2 separate regions of the Mus musculus genome follow, and region 1 is linked to region 2. A link is a contact called in public HiChIP or PLAC-seq data. All regions are on one chromosome and are shown on one strand. The core of a region is the stretch at or near the end of the contact, and the rest is flanking DNA. Distances in the headings are between cores, read along the strand shown. Region 1 has its middle 19 kb from the start of F3. Region 2 overlaps Gm40135 (a long non-coding RNA gene).

Region 1 (6,199 bases), core at 100-2,599, 160 kb before region 2:
AACACATTGTAAACTACCCCTTAAAACATGCAAATTACTTAAAATTTATTAAACATTATTTATTAACCTTTATTTTTTGCTATAAAAAATACTATGAGCAGAAGCAACTTATAGACAAACGCTCAATTTGGTTTATGGTCACAGACCAGTCAATAATGGGGGTGTCAGCACATAGCTGGAGCAGAAAAAGGAGAGACGATTATCGTCACCGCAGAGAAACAAAGAGAAATGGTAGGAGGCTATAAAGTTGCCGAGAGCATCTCAGTGATGGACTTTCTCCAGCAAGACTCCGCCTCCTAAAGTCCCATAACCTCCCCAAACATCTCCAGACTCAGAATCCTCACCTCTGCCCTACTGGGAAACAGCCTTAGATGGAGTTTCCAACTCAACCAACCTTTGTTGCTCCAACACTGCGTGCTCCAAGCATTGTGCAAAGTGGTGGCCAGAGTTCACAACAAGGGCTTCTCTGACCACAGGATTTAGACTGAGCATAAAGGATGGACTTGTGGCAAAAGAAAGAGGTCCTGTGTTCATCATAAATGTGTTACTCCTCTGTGACCACAGGCAAGGCATTTATCTTCTCAGGATTTCTGTTCCTCCCTTTCAGAAAGAAACTATGGATCAGGTGTCCCTGTGGCTAGTTCTGCCTCTTGATTCTCTATTTCTTCACAGTTGTGCTTTATGGGGAGTGAAGAGTGGACCCTTCTTAATGAACACTCAGTATGTCTGAGCTGGATTTTAACACAAGGCTTTAATATGAAGATGATGTATGTATCATATGAGTCTGAAATAGGGGGAAATTAAATTAAATCTACAGGTGACTCTGAAAAATTGGAAATGAGCTTTCAAAGGAGCCATGTCATGGCCTATGGTGATATTACTGGAAGAATGCGACTTCCTCTGTCGCTATTTAGAGCATAAGAAAGAGCTCATTTGAGCAGTGTAGGAAATAAAAGGTCCATTGTGAGTGGCTGAAGAGGTTTATCCGGATGTCTGTAGTCAACTCAGACATTCACAGTCATTCTTTGCCCAATGAACACACAATGTAGTCACATTGATGTGTTTTATTAACGTTCCTATTTCTAGCGGGAAGATCTACTCAAATGACATCATAGTTCTTAATCTCCAAATGGAATCTTCATGTCGCCCGTTTTAAAAGAGAGCCAAAACCCAAGATAAATTTGATACTGATTGTCTCCCCTTGAGAGCTACATTTCATTACTTTAAACAAATCCAATACAAGGTGTCCAGCCTTTGGAGTTAGCAAAGTCTTCCTTTCTCTAGGCTCCTGTAGTGTTCCTGTGCTCGGTTCCTGGTATCTGCCCTGTGGATATCTTGCACGTATAAGAAAGCTAGTGCATTACTGTGGTGAAGCCTTGGGCTCCTGGCCAGAGCTGGATTTCAGATTCTGGTCCTGTTATTCACAGCCCTGTCACTTTGCCAAGTGCTAACTTCTTTTAAGTCCACTTTCCAAATTTGTAAAAGACGACACCTCTTCCTACCTCATAGAGTCATTGTGAAAAATCTCATTCTTCAAGTGTATTAAAATATACAGTAATTAGTAAAGTCAAAACGACAGAAAACGTTAGCTTGAATTGTTGGTAGTTATGAGCTAGAAAGAGAGCATTTCATTTCTGCTCCCTCCCTGCAATCCACACAGCAGGGCTATGGCTTTCGTCAGTGAGCTTTAAGCCTGAAAATCAGCTGTCTGGAGCAAAGGATGCTTCTGGACCACAGCATGAATGTTCGTTCCACCTGAGATGATGTGAATGAGTATCCTGATGTCCTGTTAGCCACACGCCATAGACTGCTATTTCATATTGTTGTGATGTGCTTACGTAGTCAGGAAGAAACAGTGAAAAGAAATACTCAGCCAAAAAGAGACAAGAGGAGGAATTTCAAAAATTAAATTCCCAGCTTTGTCTTTAAAAAAAAATCGCTATCATCTCATGTGTTTGTTTGTACAGACAGTAGCTTGCTCTTTATGAAATGTTTAAAATCTTTGAGGGTACCCATGTGTATACACATACAACTTCTTCAAAGCCTTGCTAAGATGTTAAACATAAACACCCTCAATATAGGCATAGTCTCAAAGTCTTTTCAAACCAGTGAATACAAACACTATTCCATGTTCTTCCCAGGATCCCCCTACCAAATGAACATTCTCATTCTCTCTCTCTCTCTCTCTCTCTCTCTCTCTCATTCTCTCTCTCTCTCTCTCTCTCTCTCTCTCTCTGATGATAATAGTACTTGATTTCATGTACTGGTTCTTAGTCTCCCTGTCTCTCTCTGTCCATCTGTTTCTGTCTCTGTTTGTCTCTGTCTGTCTCTGTCCCTGTCTCTCTGTCTGTCTCTGTATCTCTCTGTCTCTCTCTGTCACACACACACACACACACACACACACACACACACGCACGCACGCACACACACACACACACACACACACACACACACACACACACACACACTTATTCCAGTATGGCTAGTGTGTGCTCTACCACTGAGCTGTATTCTCAGCCTCCTTTTGCTTTTTGCCCTGAGAAAGTCTCACTAAGTCACTTGGGCTGGCTTTGGACTTCCTGTGTCGCCTAAGCAGCCCTTGAATTTTCAATCTACCATGTCAGCCTCTCCACATCTGGGATTACAGACCAACACTGTCGGACTTGGCTTAAATATATTATAAATCATTATATCCTGATAACCATGACCAGGGCTAAGCTAGCTTTGCCTCAAACTATTGGAAACTTATTATCTTAAAATCTCAAGGGCATTTTAAGCAGAATAATTATTGTGTTCTTGGAAAGGGGAATAAAAAACGAGCTAATCAAAACAGAAAGGTTTGGCTTAAATTATGTCTAAGACTGGGACATAAATCTGTTTGGCCTAAATTATGTCTAAGACAGGGACCTAAAATTCCTGGGATCTTATCTTAAGAATTTTAATTCTAATTCTTAAGAATTTTGGAGATAAGTAGTAGCCGGGCATCCAAGTGTGGTGAGAAGCTAGACTGAACCCATAGTTGCCTGGGGCTGAATGGGGGTCTTAGCCACTTTGAAGTAAATACAGAGGATTCTAAGAGACCACAGGGCTTTCCTGTTGTTTACACATATTCAGTATCCTGTAGGTAGTCCTTCTGGAGAATTCCATAGACAGGGGTTCTTCCTAACTCCTTAAGACTGGAGACCTGGGGCTGGAGAGATGGCTCAGTGGGTAAGAGCACCCGACTGCTCTTCCGAAGGTCCGAAGTTCAAATCCCAGCAACCACATGGTGGCTCACAACCATCTGTAATGAGATCTAATGCCCTCTTCTGGTGCATCTGAAGACAGCTACAGTGTACTTACATATAATAAATAAGTAAATAAATCTTTAAAAAAAAAAAAAAAATAAAGACTGGAGACCTCTCCTGCCTGTTGCAGCTCTGCTCTCACGAGCATCTTTCTTTGGTTGGGGGCGGGGAGCAAAGCAGACCAAAGAAGTTTCTCCTTCATTCTCTTCTTCCCTCTCAGCATACAAATCCCACATGAAACTTTTTTTTTCAGCTTCCAAATCAGACAATAAATTTTGCTTCACAGTGTGAAGCCAAGTAATAGATGTGCATCAGTAATAGACTACTCTAGAGGCAGACTCCCCACAGTGGAATGCATAATGGAGATTAGAATGAACAGGATCCTGCTAACAGGACAGCAGGTGACTCACATAAACATATGTCTGAGTAAAAGCAGCCAGGCAGAGAAGGATAGATAGACGCCGTATGATCTCTAAGTCAAGAGAAAGAAAAAAGAATGTGGATGGAGATTCCCACCTGCGGTTCTTCTGGGGTGCTGGATACACAACTGTGTTTTTTGTTAAAACAACAACAACAACAACACTTAACCAATTTATTTGCACATCATATGTACAGTTTCTATATATTCCATTCATCCAAACCTTTAAAAAGGTTTGTGGAAAGCCAGTGAGTGACTCAGCACACTGGCCCAAGTCCCTTCAGACTATTGCTTGATACCGCTTCCTTATCGCTCAGCCTTTCTGCATGTGGTGATTGATGTCAGGAGAAAACTCTTCAAGACCTTTCAGAACATCCCATGATAGCATCCCTGATAAGCATCATCAAGGGTTTGTAATTTTTGAGGACTAGTGACTTCCAGATGTCTGTATTATTAATTTTGGAAACCTCTCGAGAAATAGACTGTTCTTGCTGGAATCATGTGAGCTAGTATCCAAACCATGCCCTTGCCAATATCTAAACCCTGCCCTTTGTGTCAGTGATCAGAGGGAGACATTTTTACCCCCAGTGGCGAGACGGCTGAGGTGGTTATGGACTGGTGCAAGCCTTGTGTACTTGGGTTCATATGAGATTTCTCACAGTTGCCTGATGTCTCAGGGGAGGGGTGAACAGCTAGGGGCATGACTCAGCAAGGCTTCAAGAAGACCGCTTAAGCCCTATCATGCGGGCAGTCTTTGAACATTGCTCTTTATATTCAGATAGTTTGACATCTGAATTCATCTAGAGATTATTAAGGAAGAAAATAAATCAAGTGAGTATCTTAGCTCATCTTTATATGTCTTTAATGAAAGAGCAAGGGCTTAAAGTAGCTTCATGTTCATGATGACATAGGAACCCAGACCTCTCCCATGATCATCAGAAGGGCAATCTTAAGATCGTTTTCAAACTCTTGAGTCTCTAAACATGTGTATGTAGTTTGAATCTTTAAATAGATGACTCTGGAGTAAATATATTATGAAAAGCTTCATTTAACTATGGGTTAGCAGCCAAATAAAATAATACATCCTATATTTTAATGAAACTATTTTAGTTTTGTCTTCAATTTCATATCTCTCTCTCTCTCTCTCTCTCTTTCCTCTCCACACTCTCTCCATTCTCCTCTCTCTCCTCCTTCTCCTCCTCTCTCCTCTCCTCTCAGGAAGCTCAAAACATCTGTGTCAGGGTAGAATTTACAAGAATGTAACTGTTGTAAGGAGGCTGAGAATTAAAGCCCCCAAATGTGAGATTTCTAAGGACTGTCCATCAAACCTCCCTTCCTTCAGAAGCAGACACCATGTCTGAAGAAGGCACCTGACCCGAGTGATGTGCAGTTGAGTCTGGGAGAGCCTCAAGCCACTGCTGAGCTGGCCCACAGTTCTCCATGCCAGCAGTGTGGTGGGAGACAGTGAGAAACTGGGAGACACTTGGACTCTTGGCTCTGAGGGAACACCTCTCTTCATTAACTTTGAGTAATCTTCTTCTCTGAGTTTCCTTATATTCAAAGTAAACATTAAGGTTCCTTCCTATACATCTAGAACTGCTGGGTCAAAGCTGAGACAGTTTGGGGAGCCCATTTTTTCCCCCAAATCAGCACTTCGAGTTTTGTCCTTCACAAAATCCTGAAGCTCACTGAATACTGAAAGCACTTCACAGGCGGTCTATGTTTGTTTGTTTGTTTGTTTGTTTTGGAACATGAAATGATTTCATGCTAACTAAAGTAACATCTAGCATGCTCACCCATTTAATCAGACTGCCACGACTATTTTGCTTAGCCAGAGCCAAAGCTTCACATACATTAAATATCACATCTTCAAATGCTTCTGTCAACAGGACCGCCCTGAGCCATATCTGGTTCACAGGATCTGTTCTCCATGCCTCCACCTACAAGAAATGACCTGGAGTGCCCTGCTGACCGAGGATGTTGTAAGAGATAGCTCAGTGGTTAAGAGCACTCTCTGCTCTTCCAGAGGACATGGGTTCAGTTTCCAGCCACCATGGCAGTTAACAACTGTCTGCAGCTGCAGTTCCAGAGGGTCTGATAGCCTCTTCTGTCCCCCAAAGCACTTTATGCGCACAGTACACAGACATGCATGCAAGCAAAACACCCATGCATGTCACATAAAAATACAAGAAGTATAGAAGGGGGAGGAAGAGGAGGAGGAGGAAGAGGAGGAAGAAGAAGAGAAGAGAAAGAGAAGCAGCTCTTTTGAATTCTGACTAGCAGGACAAAATAAAACTCTATAGACTTTGATTTTTGCACAGCTGTCTACTAGTATTAGAACCAAGAAAAGCCGGCCAGCGAGATGTCACAGTGTGCCAAACCTGATGACCCGAGTTTTATCTTGAGGACCCCCATAGTCGGAGAGAACTGATTCCTGCAAGATCTCCTCTGACTTTCACACATTCTTCAGTGCTACGTATATCCCTCCAATAAA
Region 2 (6,262 bases), core at 2,032-4,531:
AAGAAGTCCCAGCATTGTCCTGGTACTTACTAACTAGATAATCAGTAATAGTTTATCGAGATGTCTCTGCTATTCCTGGTGTTCAGAGCACCACCCTATATGTCAAGGCTAAAGGATTTTGTCTTGATTTTTAACTCCAGCACTCAGGCAGATAAACACTCACTCTGATATGTTATGATAAGGTAGGACCACAAAGCTGTAGGAACAAGGGTGAGTCAATTCCTAGAGCTTCGGAGATTAAGGAGGACTTCATCAGGACAGAATAGGCCAGACATCCCAGGGAGACATTCCATTTCTTACATCAAAGACAAGATAGGAGTGCAGAGCACGGTGAGGTTGGGCTGTGGCCTGGGGTTTCCTTTAGCTTACAGAGAATCACTTTCTTCTGGCCTCAGCAAACACAGCCTGGGCTGTGGGGCTGATGGGAAGATCTTTCCAAGGATGAAGGATGGAACGTGTGGGACCCTCACAGACTCACTGCTGTCTCTGATGTGGGGACACCAGGCAGAGTGTACCCTTCAGTCATCTAACTCGTCTGACTGCTGGTGGGAAGGGCAGATTTGCTAAGAGCCCAGCAAGGGAAATGGTGGGAAAGAATTCTTCTTAGAAACCTGGACCAGCCTTCCCTAAAACCTCAGGAAAATCCACAGTCGCCTGGCAGCTTGGCTGAGGCGGTGGCCCAGCAGCTGAGGCAAAGCCAGCGAGCCGCCCCATACAGCTTTTTGCCACAAAGTCCGTGTTTCTTTTGGATGCCAGCCATCGCCACAAGTCACACACAAGATTTAGTACCAGAAGCAGAGTCACACAGACTGTAACGCTTGCGAACTTCCACAGATAAGCCTTCGCCTCCGTGACTGTCAAGGAGGATTCGAAGAGAGGATTAATGCCTGACTCTGGAGAAATTCTAGACGCGTGTATATATTTATCCATTTGGGGAAAGGCCATTCCAGCAATGTAATCATCTCATCGCCAATGTAATTTGGGGCTGAAACTTTTAACTGTGCTAATCTTGCCTGCATTTTCTCCAACCCCTTATTTCCATCAAGAAACCAAGCCTTGTGTTTCTCATCGGGACCTTTGGTAAAGTGGAGAGCCGATGTCATTCCAGAGCCATAGAGACCAGAGGCTTGGGGCACAGGAAGAGAGGCGTGAAGGAGCAATGAGTTAGAAATGAACTTCCAGAAACTGGCTCCATGCTCACCAAGGATCCCCGGGACCAGAATTAGACCTGACAGGTATGCAGAGAGCCCAGCCAGCTGCCTAGGCAAACGGGTAACTAGACGGGACTTAAAGACAACTCAACGAGACTCTCAGTGACTTAGTACAGACAACTCCCAGTCAAGACAGAGTCCTTCAAATGACTGAGCTGGAATTTCCTCCCAGACAAATAAAACAGGGACTAAATGAGCACTCTTTGCCAGTAAAAGCAGCCTTTCCTTTCTCTCCCACGTGGAGAGCTCGCGACTGCGCCCGCCAGAGGAAACTGTAATGGACCTTCCGGAGGTCGTTACCTGGCCAGACACTTGTGATTCTCAAGACCCTCCTCCTTGTCCTCATTGCTTCTAAATAGCCAAGTTCAAGTCCCAAAGAAGAGGTACAAAGTGAGATCTATATGAAGATGTACTTACATTCCAAAAAAAAAAAAAGATATATGATCTTCCCAATCTACACGGACAGAGTTCTAGGGACTATGTTTGGGAATGGACGTTGTGAATATGGGGTGGGGGAGAGGTAGGGAGAGATTAGGAGGAGAAATAGGAGGAAAACTGACATCAGGGCGTAATATGTGAAGGAATAAATTAAAAATATTAAAATCAAAGAAGAAAGACTATAGGATGAAGTTAGATGAGGCCCAACTGGTTGCCGTGGTCTGCAAAGCAGAGATTCTGGGTTTAGTGCTGTGGCTTGATGAGACGGAAAAGGTTCTAGCCAGTGGTCTGCAAAGTCGTGCTCCACAGAGGAAAAGCAGTTTTGATGTCGGAACTCTGTTTCCTTTCCATTTTTGTTTTTTGTTTGTTTTGTTTTGTTTCAATACTGGGGTTGTACCTCTGGCCTCCTGCTGGGCCAGCTTTGTACCCCTCCACTCCAGCCCTTTTTAAATCTTCTGTTTGGGAATCAACAAGGGTCTCATTGTCCAGGATGACCTTGAATTCACTCTACAGCCCAGGCGAGCCTTGAACTTGTAATCTCCCTGCAGGAAGAGGCAATGCCACATCCCTGGGGATGCTGCAGAGAGTTAAGTACCACTGTGGAAGATCAGCCCGGTCTGTGATGCCTGCCGCATCTTCAGCTTGTTTATTTAGCTGATGCAGAGAGCAGACAGTTCTTAGAGAATGACAGTGGAGTATGACTCCAAAGTAGCTGATCTTCAAGTTGTGGCTTCATTGCAAGGCAGCATGTGCCCCATTGCGGTATGCAACTCTTGATCCAGCAATGGATCCACTCAATGAATGAAATAATTATACAGTCATAAGAAAGGAGGAGGAGGAGGAGGAAGGAGGAGGCCCTCACCTCACCCCACATACAATTTAAGATGGGGAGAGAGATCTGTTTCTCCTCATTTCATGTATGTAAGTGTTTTGCTTACATGTACACATGTGTGCCATATGAATAACTGGGGCCCGTAGAAGCCAGAAGAGAACATCCCCTCAAACTAGACTTACAGATAGGTGGGTGCTGAGGGCTGAGCCCGGGTCGTCTGCAAGAGCAGTCAGTGCTCTTAACCACTAGGCCATCTCTCCAGCTCCACAATTCAAGATGGATGATGATCAAAATTGAAATTGTAAGACTATGAAACTTCTAGGAGAAAAATAGATGCTACCACTTTCGGTTATGTACACATTTGTTAGATGTGACACCAAAATCATGACCTATAAATTTTAAAGTATAACACTGGCCTTTATCAAAATCGAGCTTTGCTACTCCAAAGGAGTCATTAAGAAAATTAAAAGATGTATTCCACATCTCAAAAAAGGATTCATTTTAAAGAAATGTTAAATGTTTGGGGGTGGGGCATGACAAATATGGTTAGCTAGATTTAAGCATTATACAACATATATATGTATCAAAAAAATACAAGATTCCCCCATTGACATGTATAATTTTTATGTTTGATGAATCACTTAAAGTCTGAGGAAAAAAATTAAAAGACAAGCCACAACCTAAGGCATGGTGTTTGCAAAGTACATGTTCTATAAAGGACTCGTCAGAATTTTTACAGTGTAGTAAGAATAACCCAACAGAAAGGAACAAACGGGCCAGAGAGACAAGTCAGCAGGTAAGAGCATTTACTGAGATCAGCACAGTGACTCACACTGTAGATCTCTGCACTGGGGAAACAGAGGTTGGTTGATCTCTGTGAGCTCGAAGCCAACCTGGTCTACAGAGAGAGTTCCAGGATAGAAACCCTATCAAGAAAGACAGAAAGGAAGGAAGGAGGAAAGAAAAGGAAGGAGGGAGGGAGGGAGGGAGGGAGGGAGGGAGGGAGGGAGGGAGGGAGGGAGGGAGGGAGGGAGGGAGGGAGGGAGGGAGGGAGGGAGGGGAAACAGTTCATCTGTAGAAGTCCTGAGTTTGATTCCCAACATCTATGTGGTGTGGTTCACGAATGTCTGAAACTACAGTAACAGTTACAGGGGATCTGGTGCCCTCTTTTGGCCACTGAGGGCACTGCATGTATGTGGTGCACATACAAATAAAAACAATCTTTAAAATTCAATTAAATTTAAACAATAAAATTAAGGGAGGGATAAATCTGATCAAAACATACTTAAATGTCTGAAAAATAAGAAGATATTGATAAAAGAATAAATTATTCCAGATCTTTAAAAACAACCAGACTTAAGAGTTTTTGGTGTTATACGTAGCTCTCTTCTATCAGCCTTAGATTTCCAAAGAATAATTATTCTTTCTGTTGTGAGAACTGAGGGGGAAAGCAACTATGAGAAAGCACAACGGCCTCTGTGATGTGCCTTTGATTCCCTTTCCTTTAAGATTGTTGTTTTGTGATCACTCTGTTTGGCTCAGACGAAGTAGAATCTCAGGCACTGAGAGCATTCGGTCCTGAGTCCTCTCTTTCTTCTAAGCCTGAAGCCATGATGACTTGGATGTAAGCTCACTGCACTTTTGCAGGCCACGCCTTCTCACTTCTAGCTGGGTCTCATTCCCCTGAATTAAATGAAGCTTGCGGCAAGCCTCACCTGGGGCCTGTTCTGTAACCCCTCCATATGCAGAGCGGAGCTGCGGCATCTCGGGCACACGTGTGCATGGCCCATTTGGACACACCATGCATTTCTTTCTTTTTTTTTCTTGTGAGGAAGTTATACATGGTTCAAACGAGTTTTCACTTATTTTCATAACATAACCCAAGTGAAGGCATAGTCGTGATTGCTTTCTAAATCTGTAAATCTCAACTTACTTGAGCTATCAATTAAAGTGTCACTTCAATTAAGATGGATGAAATCTGAGCCGAACTATGTTCTGTTTGTATAAAGAAATTCAGAGCAGAAAATGCACGGCTACGAAAAGCACCAGGCGCCAAATTCAGCATCAGCGGGCCGTGGCTCTGCCTACAGTGAGGGAACAATTGAGATCTAACTTTCTGTCAAGCTGCTTGTTTTTCTCCGATATCAATAATGCTAATTATTAATGTATTTTAAGCTTGATTTCCCATCCTTTTTTCTCACCTTTGTTTGTTTTTGGTTTTCCAAGTTAGAGGTCAACCAGTTTTTCCCCAGTGAGGAGAGTATCTGATACCAAATTCCAAATTATTTGGTCAAAACCTCTGAGATTCTAGGTAGATGAGATATTATCAAGAGAAAGTCACAGGACACAAGAGAGCCAGAAAATGGTGTAAAAGCAGAGTAGAAGGCCATTCTCCTGATTAAGGAACCGTTTCTATAGCACGCAGGATGCATGTTCATCTGTAAAATTCTAAGAAAACAAACAAACAAGCAAACAAAACCATGAGGCTAGACGGTCAGAGTTTCTCAGCCTTTGGGTCCCAACCCCTTAGCGTTTGAACAACCCTTTCATAATGGTCATCTATCCTGCATATCAGGATACACTACAATACACAACAGTAGCAAAAATATAGTTATGAAGCAGCAACAAGAAGAACTTTATGGCTGGCGGGGTCACCACAGCCTGAGGAACTGTATTAAAGGGTCACAGCATTAGGAAGGCTGAGAATCACTGCTCTACGTGGTATGTATATCTTGGTTGATCTTCATTATTGGTATTCATTTGAGTCTTCCAGAAGGAGGTAGGAAACCAATTCCAGCTGCATTTACAGTTAGCTGATTAAACATCTGGATCCAGAGGAAACTGTACCACAACAGAAAGGTAAACGATTGTGAGCTGAAGCCACCCCCACACACACTGGAGGGGGGGGGATAGTGCACACCTTTTTCCTGTGACCTCCCATTCACTACCCGCAAGAGTCTCCTCTCGTAAACTCCACATGCAATCCACGGAGCCCATCACCTCCCTGGGCGAAAATAGGTGAGCGAGCATGTAGTTTCTTACGGTTTAATTTTGTAAAGCCAGGAGAGATGCTCTCTCTGCTCCACTTGTGGCGTCTAAATTGCCAAGGCATTACCTAAAAAAATAAACAGAGTTTCCACAGCCCTGTACACTTATCTTTAAAAACAAAACAAAACAAAACAGAAATACAGTTTTGCATACCACAGACTAGTGTGTGCGGGGTAGGGGGGTGGGGGACATAAACCTTCCAAAGAAGGGTTCAGGGTGATTGTCTGTGGAAAGCATCATCTTGCCAAATACTTATTACTCATGAGGCTGAGGGTGCTCCACATTCTTTCTAGAAATAGACCTTTCCATGAAAAAAACACAATGTGTCGTTGCTTTATGAGGTAAAGCTACAAAGGAAACTATTTTTATCTTTAGGCAGGGATTTTTTTTTTATCCCACTTGAAACGTGGGGGTGAAAATGGGGAACCCAAACACCCGGAAACTCATGACGTTTCTCTTCCTCCGGATTACATTTCTGAAAGACCTCTTCCTATTACATAAAACTATGCTCTGTAACCAAGGGTGTCCAGTAGTGACTGTCCCAGCTTGCTGAGATGAGTGGGCACCAACGGAAGCTTCCAAACCAGACCACAAATCAACGAGGACAGAGATCATACTGCAGGGTACAAGAGCCACCTTAGAATACATGTCTCTCACTCATATCTGTCCCGGGATCTGTGTCGGAAGACGACGAAGTGTAACCACAGAACCTGAGCCTCAGGAAGAAAGATCT

The links. HiChIP or PLAC-seq counts read pairs in DNA pulled down with a chosen protein or histone mark.
Region 1: a CTCF HiChIP or PLAC-seq map of the NIH/3T3 cell line shows a contact between it and region 2, with 18 read pairs. The contact joins two enhancer-like sites. A contact is called at or near these places in 2 of 15 datasets of contacts at CTCF or cohesin (CD8 T cells and the NIH/3T3 cell line), 18 of 484 Hi-C or Micro-C datasets (the AML12 cell line, the C10 cell line, the HPC-7 cell line and 12 more) and 12 of 115 datasets of contacts at active chromatin or transcription factors (the HPC-7 cell line, bone marrow-derived macrophages, embryonic basal ganglia and 7 more).

Annotation. Positions count from the first base shown.
Region 1 is chr3:121,701,516-121,707,714 of GRCm38.p6, reverse strand. No RefSeq gene overlaps it. Among named protein-coding and RNA genes, the nearest start is that of F3, 19 kb to the left of the region's middle. Within about 2 kb of position 1,349, at least 40 of the 459 cell types and tissues checked have an H3K27ac peak or open chromatin away from gene starts, as enhancers often do. A contact at or near this core is called in the NIH/3T3 cell line, where this site is marked.
Region 2 is chr3:121,547,955-121,554,216 of GRCm38.p6, reverse strand. The region is part of intron 1 of Gm40135 (a long non-coding RNA gene); the gene reads right to left. Among named protein-coding and RNA genes, the nearest start is that of Gm40135, 5.9 kb to the right of the region's middle. Within about 2 kb of position 3,281, at least 7 of the 459 cell types and tissues checked have an H3K27ac peak or open chromatin away from gene starts, as enhancers often do. A contact at or near this core is called in the NIH/3T3 cell line, where this site is marked.